2 separate regions of the Ovis aries genome follow, and region 1 is linked to region 2. The links are chromatin contacts, called in public Hi-C maps. All regions are on one chromosome and are shown on one strand. Each heading gives the region's core, a stretch centred on a gene start, on an enhancer-like site or on the middle of the called end of the contact. The rest is flanking DNA. Distances are from core to core; before and after follow the strand shown. Region 1 holds the start of BBC3 (BCL2 binding component 3). Region 2 overlaps SAE1 (SUMO1 activating enzyme subunit 1).

Region 1 (2,700 bases), core at 56-2,555, 54 kb before region 2:
GGTAGGGGCGGGCCGCACCTGGACTCCACCCGCGTCTGGAGCTGGGGGCTTGGCTGCCTGGGTCTCCTGGGGGTGAGGACTGAGGAATCTGAGCCTCTCTGGAGTAGCCTGGGCGCTCACATCAGGGTCCCTTGGGGCTGCAGGCTCGCGGTCCCGGATCCCTGGTGGCCAACTAAGAGCACTGGGAGCCAGGATCTACCAGACCTAGGGTCCTGGGCATCCCAGGGCCCCAGGACTTGGAAGGGACCCCCTGCACACTGTGAGGGGCTGGGTCACCTCGCCAGGTGACTGGAGGAGGGGAGGCTCTGTGACACTTGGGGCTTCACTCCTGGGTTCCCGGCATGTGCGTGGTGGGGGGAGGGGGGAGGTTGAGTGCCAGGGAGCAGAGGGCGTGGCTGTGGGGTCAGATGCCTGCGACCTGGTAGATCAACAAGCTAGACCCTGGGGAAAATGACTCGGAGGGGAGGCGAGCTCGCTCGCAGCCTACCCCTTGGGGCTGGGTAGGTGGTAGTCTGGATGAACTGGACACCTGAGGGTCTAGTAACTGGTGTATCTGTGGGGTCTCCCAGAATCAGTATGGTGAGGCGCCAGGATGCCCACGGACTCTGAGACATCTCGTTGCCTGAGGGCCCAAAGACCAGAGTCTCTGCTTCCTGTGGGGGTGGGGAGCTCAGTTCTAACTTTCTCAGAAGCCGACCTGCCTGGGTTCCCTCTGGGGGCAGCCTGAATGCTTCTTTCCAGGGACTGGGAAACTAGCATCCCTTGGTGGGGGGTTCATATGCTCGTTGTCACAAGACAGGGCATGCCTGAGTCCTTTGAGGAGAAGGGGAGACCCCTATTTTTATGGGATCTTTTTCTGGGAGAGATTCCCCAGCCCCTGTGTTTTTTTAAAGTCAAGATGCCTAAATCCTGTTTGGGGAGGGTCTGAGGTGGGGGTGGGGGCATGTGCAGACAACCAGCTCCTATCTTTGCGGAGTCAGGATGCCCAGGTCTCCCTCTGAGAAGGGGAGGCTTGCTAGCTGTTTCCACAAGGCCGACTCCAGCGTGCCGTCCTGGGGAGGGACGGGATGCGCGGCCCCTATTTCCAGCCCATCCTAAGTGCCCATCCTCGTCAGGGAGTGCGAGTTACGGTGAGGGCCGGGGGGGTGGGGGGGGGGGGGGGGGGGGGGGGGGGGGGGGGCGGCAGTGCCCAGCCCAGGCCTCACCCCAGCCTGCCGCAGGCTTGCAGGCAGTGAGCCCGGCAGCTCCCCGGGGCCCGCCTCCCCGCCCCCCGCGCCGAGGGCTCCCCAAGATCCGGGCGGGCGGGCAGGCGCGGCGGCGGCCAATGAGCGCGCTCGCCGTCTCCGGGAGCCGGGCCGGCTCTGCCCGCCTGGCATTGGGCACGCGGTGGGCAGCGGCGGGCGGGGCCTGGGGGGTCCTCGCGCCTGGTTGGGCCAGGCTTGTTGCTGGGTAACGGGGCGGCGAGTTTCCCCTGGCAACGGCGGCGGGTACCGCTCACTGGCTGGCCGGGAAGGAGGGGGGGCGCGGGCGCGGGCAGGCCCCGCAGACCCCAGCAACAGCGCGCGGCCCCCGCCCCGCCGGGGAGCGGTAACCTTCACACGCGCCGGCCGCTCGGACCCTGCGGACACCGGCGCCCCCGCCCAGCCCCCACCCGGCTCCAGTCCAGCCCCGGGGCCTGAGAGGCCGGCCGCACCGAGGGGACCCGGGAGGCCCCCCTCCCCACCGCGGAAAGCCAGGACTCACAGCCTGCTCTGAAAAGTTAAGTCCTTTCCAACTCCCTCTCCGGTGCTGAGAAATCTACTTCCCTGGAACGGCATTCAAGATACCGGGGCAGGTTGCGGGTCCTCAGTAAACTAGCTGGGACGTTGTTTTTCTTCACCCAGCACTTCGCATGGAGCCCAGCACTGCCCTATACGATACTGTCCTACCTGCGTTACAAATCGGAATTCACTGATTAATCTTCACATTGAAGTTGGGGTCCTATGGCGATCGTCTTTGTACACGTGGGGAAACTGAGGCGCAGAAGGAGGAAGCTACTTCCTCAAGGTCATCGTTTGAACCTAGGCAGCCTGGCTCCAAAATCTGGATGGTGTATATCTTCACTGTGTTGACTGTCCCTTTGAGAGGCATTAATAGTCCAAATGAGGGACCTCCCGGGTGGCTCGGTGGCTGACTCTGCACTCCCAAGGCAGGAGGCCCAGGTTCTATCCCTGGTCTGGTCGGGGTGCTAGGTCTCACATGCTACAACTAAAGACCCAGTGCAGCCAAATAAAGAAAATATTCAAAATGAGAAACTGTGCCAGCCAGTGAAACACACTAATGGCTGGCCCACAGGCCGGACTTGAAACCCCTGCCCCAACCTGAGGGTCTTAGCTGGAAGACCTTCTCTGGATTCTCAGAGAATCAATAGCTCCCCCACACAGAGAAATGATGTGTGAAGGACCCATTAGAGCCCAGTGCTTTATTTTTACTGACCTTCTTACTCAGAAGAATCCTCTGACTAGGGACCTGTGCTGTCCCAACTCACAGGTGAGGAAATTAATCGAGGAACAGAGATGGGACCACTTGCCCAGAGTCACACAGCCCGAAGGTGGCAGAGCTGGGGATTCTAGGTCAGGCCATCAAGTCCACAGAGCATCAGCTCCTTGGTGAAATTCTGTGCATTCTTGGGGGAGAGGGGAATGGGCCTCAGTTATGGAG
Region 2 (2,700 bases), core at 136-2,635:
TCCTGAACACGCACGTGTGGGCCCTGCACTAGGAACACAGCTGGGAACCAAACTCCCCAGCCCAGGTCGAATGGAGTTTGCGTGAACGAGGGAGGCACTGCCAAGTCATCTGAGGGGCAACGGGTGCTGCCATCAACGTGCCAAAGGAGAGGTGGAGCCACTAGCCAGCCACCAGGAATGTGGCTGTAAAGATGGGGCTGAGAGGAGGATGCGAGTTGTCAACAAATAAATGGCTCAGAAAGGAGAAATCAAAGCAATGAATCACTCTTCAACTGTGGAATTTCACAACTAATTCATGAAAAAGGGACTTCCAGGGCCAAAATTAGTCACCCACTACTTCAGAAGGGGTAAAATTAAGTCTATTTCTTAGCATGTCAGAAGCAAATCTTTATGTTTAATCTTTAAAAAGCTATCACAGAGAGTATCCACCCCCAAGAATCTACCCACTCCTGTCCGGCAGCCCCCTAACAATAAAGAAACACGGGCAGCAACATGGGAGCACACTGGCGGTCATTCATCCTGAAAGTTTTCAGAAGTGACCCTGATTTTCACATACTTCAGCCTGGCATCCTCACCCAACTTCAAGTCATCCTGGAAACTCCAAGGGGCAGCGCCTTGTGGTGATAAAGCGCCCCTGCACCCTCGGCCACCGCCCGTGTTCTCCCCTCCCTGTGTCAGCCCCTCAGTCATGTCTGACTCATTGTGACCCCATGGACTGTAGCCGCCAGGCTCCTCTGTCTATGGGAGTCTCCAGGCAAGAATACTGGAGTGAGTTGCCATTCCCTTCTCCAGGGGGTCTTCTTGACCCAGGAATCGAACTCAGGTCTCCTGCAGTGTAGGCAGATTCTTTACCATCTGAGCCACCAGGGAAGCCCACCCAGTCCTTCCTCTGACACAGCTGTGTGATCTCAGGCAGGTCCCTTAACTTCTCCGGGCTTCAGGGTCTGCTGTAAATGGAGATAAGACAACTAACGTACTTCCCTGCACCCGATGCAGTGCCTTGTACACAGTAGGCATTTTGCAACTCACAGATACAGAAAGAACTGGCTGTTTGGAGCCAGGAAGTCAGAGTCGTTCTGTCTCAACATCTGAGCTTTTTCTTGACCCTGTTTCCTGTGACTGGCTGCTGATCCTGGCTTGGGTGCTTGCAAGACTGTTCTTCACATTTCAACTCTAACAACTCTTCCTCAGGGAAACCTTTCCAGACACTTCCTCATCATAAAACCGCTGCCATCTCCTTTACGTGCTGTATATGGTACCCACTTCATGCCTGTGCCCAAGACCTGTTTCTGGGGAAATCTCTCTGATGACTCCTCCTGGGCACCAAAGGAAGCACACAGTGTCCTGAGCACCAGTCTCTGGGCTGGGCATCTGCCCGCCACTGTAGTTCTCACCTTCGCACAGGTGCTAGAAAGGCCTGGCCAAGCATCTTCCTAGACGGTGTGAAAACCACAGCTCTGTTTTTCCTCTTTGTTTTTTAACGTTTCTAATTTCGGAGCACAATGTGTACCTTCAAGCACAAGTGGGTGTACAACATAGGGTTGAACCTAAGGAAAGGGGGGAGGGGAAGGGAACCCTCACCAGAAGCCTTTCACAGGAAACAGGAAGTGGCTGCTTCCCCACCCCCATCCTGCAAGGCTGAGAGCATAGCCCAACTAGTTGAAAGGGCAGAATCTAAACCCAGGGATTTTTGAATTGGAGGAAAACTTCGGAACTGTGGAGCAGTCACTGCCAAAATGGAGACGGCACATTCTCGCAAGGTGGCCGAGCCCCGGCCTGGCCCCAGCCTTCTGCAGCTCCCGGGGCAGCCACACAAAGACAAGGTTTGGAATCCCGGAGATTGTCATGAGGAATGCCCTGCATGCCTCACGACCTTCACGGCTCAGGGCTGGAATCCAAGCCTGAATTGTCCCCGTGAAACAGCTGACTAACAATGTCAGCTGGGGAATATTTTGATACCTTCAAATTGGGCCCTGTGGAGGAAGAGGCTACACAAAGAGCTGTGTGCCTGAAGAGCCCGCAGAATGGTACGCAGAGGCCACCCAGGGTCTGCCAGGCTGCCCACATTCTCCTCATAGCTCGCTAAAGTGGCTCCCCAGAAGTCTGACTCCCAGGAAACTTCGCCAGCTGCCTCAGGGCTCTAACTGGCTAGGGCTCTCTCTATTTGAACGTGAAAGGCCCGCCTCAATCAGAGAAGGCCCTTAAGCCATAAAACCCTTCACACCAAGGCCAAGTGTCACACTTGTAAGAGGGTGTGATTTAATACCAGTATTAAATATATATATAATATATATATATATATAAAATATATATACACACCTGAGAACACTTGTCAATATCAAGACCTTTCTTCTTAAAAGGTTATTTGGTGGGGAAAAAACAAAAACTTTATTTTAAAAAAGCAATAAGCAATTCAAGTTTAAACTGTCTCCCTGCCCATTAAGGAGCCTACTAAATTGTCTACCAATTTGAAAGCAAAAAAATCTGTACAAGAGTAATGGCTTGTGCTCAACAACAGTCTTCTTTATGCTACTCCATACACCAAAGGTTCAAACTGCTGGCCCACAGAGCAGGTAAGTGAGGAGGCACACGTTCTCTTTAGTCTCTACACGGTGCAAGGGAACAGCGTGCAAAAAGGCTGCTGGCATTAACAAGTCTGAGACAGAGCATATGAAAAAAATCTACATTTCTCACTCTCTT

What was found. A called contact is a pair of places that touch in the nucleus more often than the background predicts.
Region 1: a contact with region 2 is called in a Hi-C map of liver, with 4 times the contacts expected there. The contact joins the promoter of BBC3 here to the enhancer-like site in region 2. A contact is called at or near these places in 13 of 16 Hi-C or Micro-C datasets (blood, hypothalamus, liver and 5 more).

The regions. Positions count from the first base shown.
Region 1 is chr14:54,012,715-54,015,414 of ARS-UI_Ramb_v3.0, reverse strand. It overlaps BBC3 (BCL2 binding component 3), which reads left to right and starts at 1,305. Exons shown (of 4, transcript XM_027978529.3): 1 at 1,305-2,700.
Region 2 is chr14:53,958,621-53,961,320 of ARS-UI_Ramb_v3.0, reverse strand. All of the region lies in intron 5 of SAE1 (SUMO1 activating enzyme subunit 1), which reads right to left. Among named protein-coding and RNA genes, the nearest start is that of SAE1, 24 kb to the right of the region's middle. Within about 2 kb of position 1,385, at least 15 of the 54 cell types and tissues checked have an H3K27ac peak or open chromatin away from gene starts, as enhancers often do. A contact at or near this core is called in liver, where this site is marked.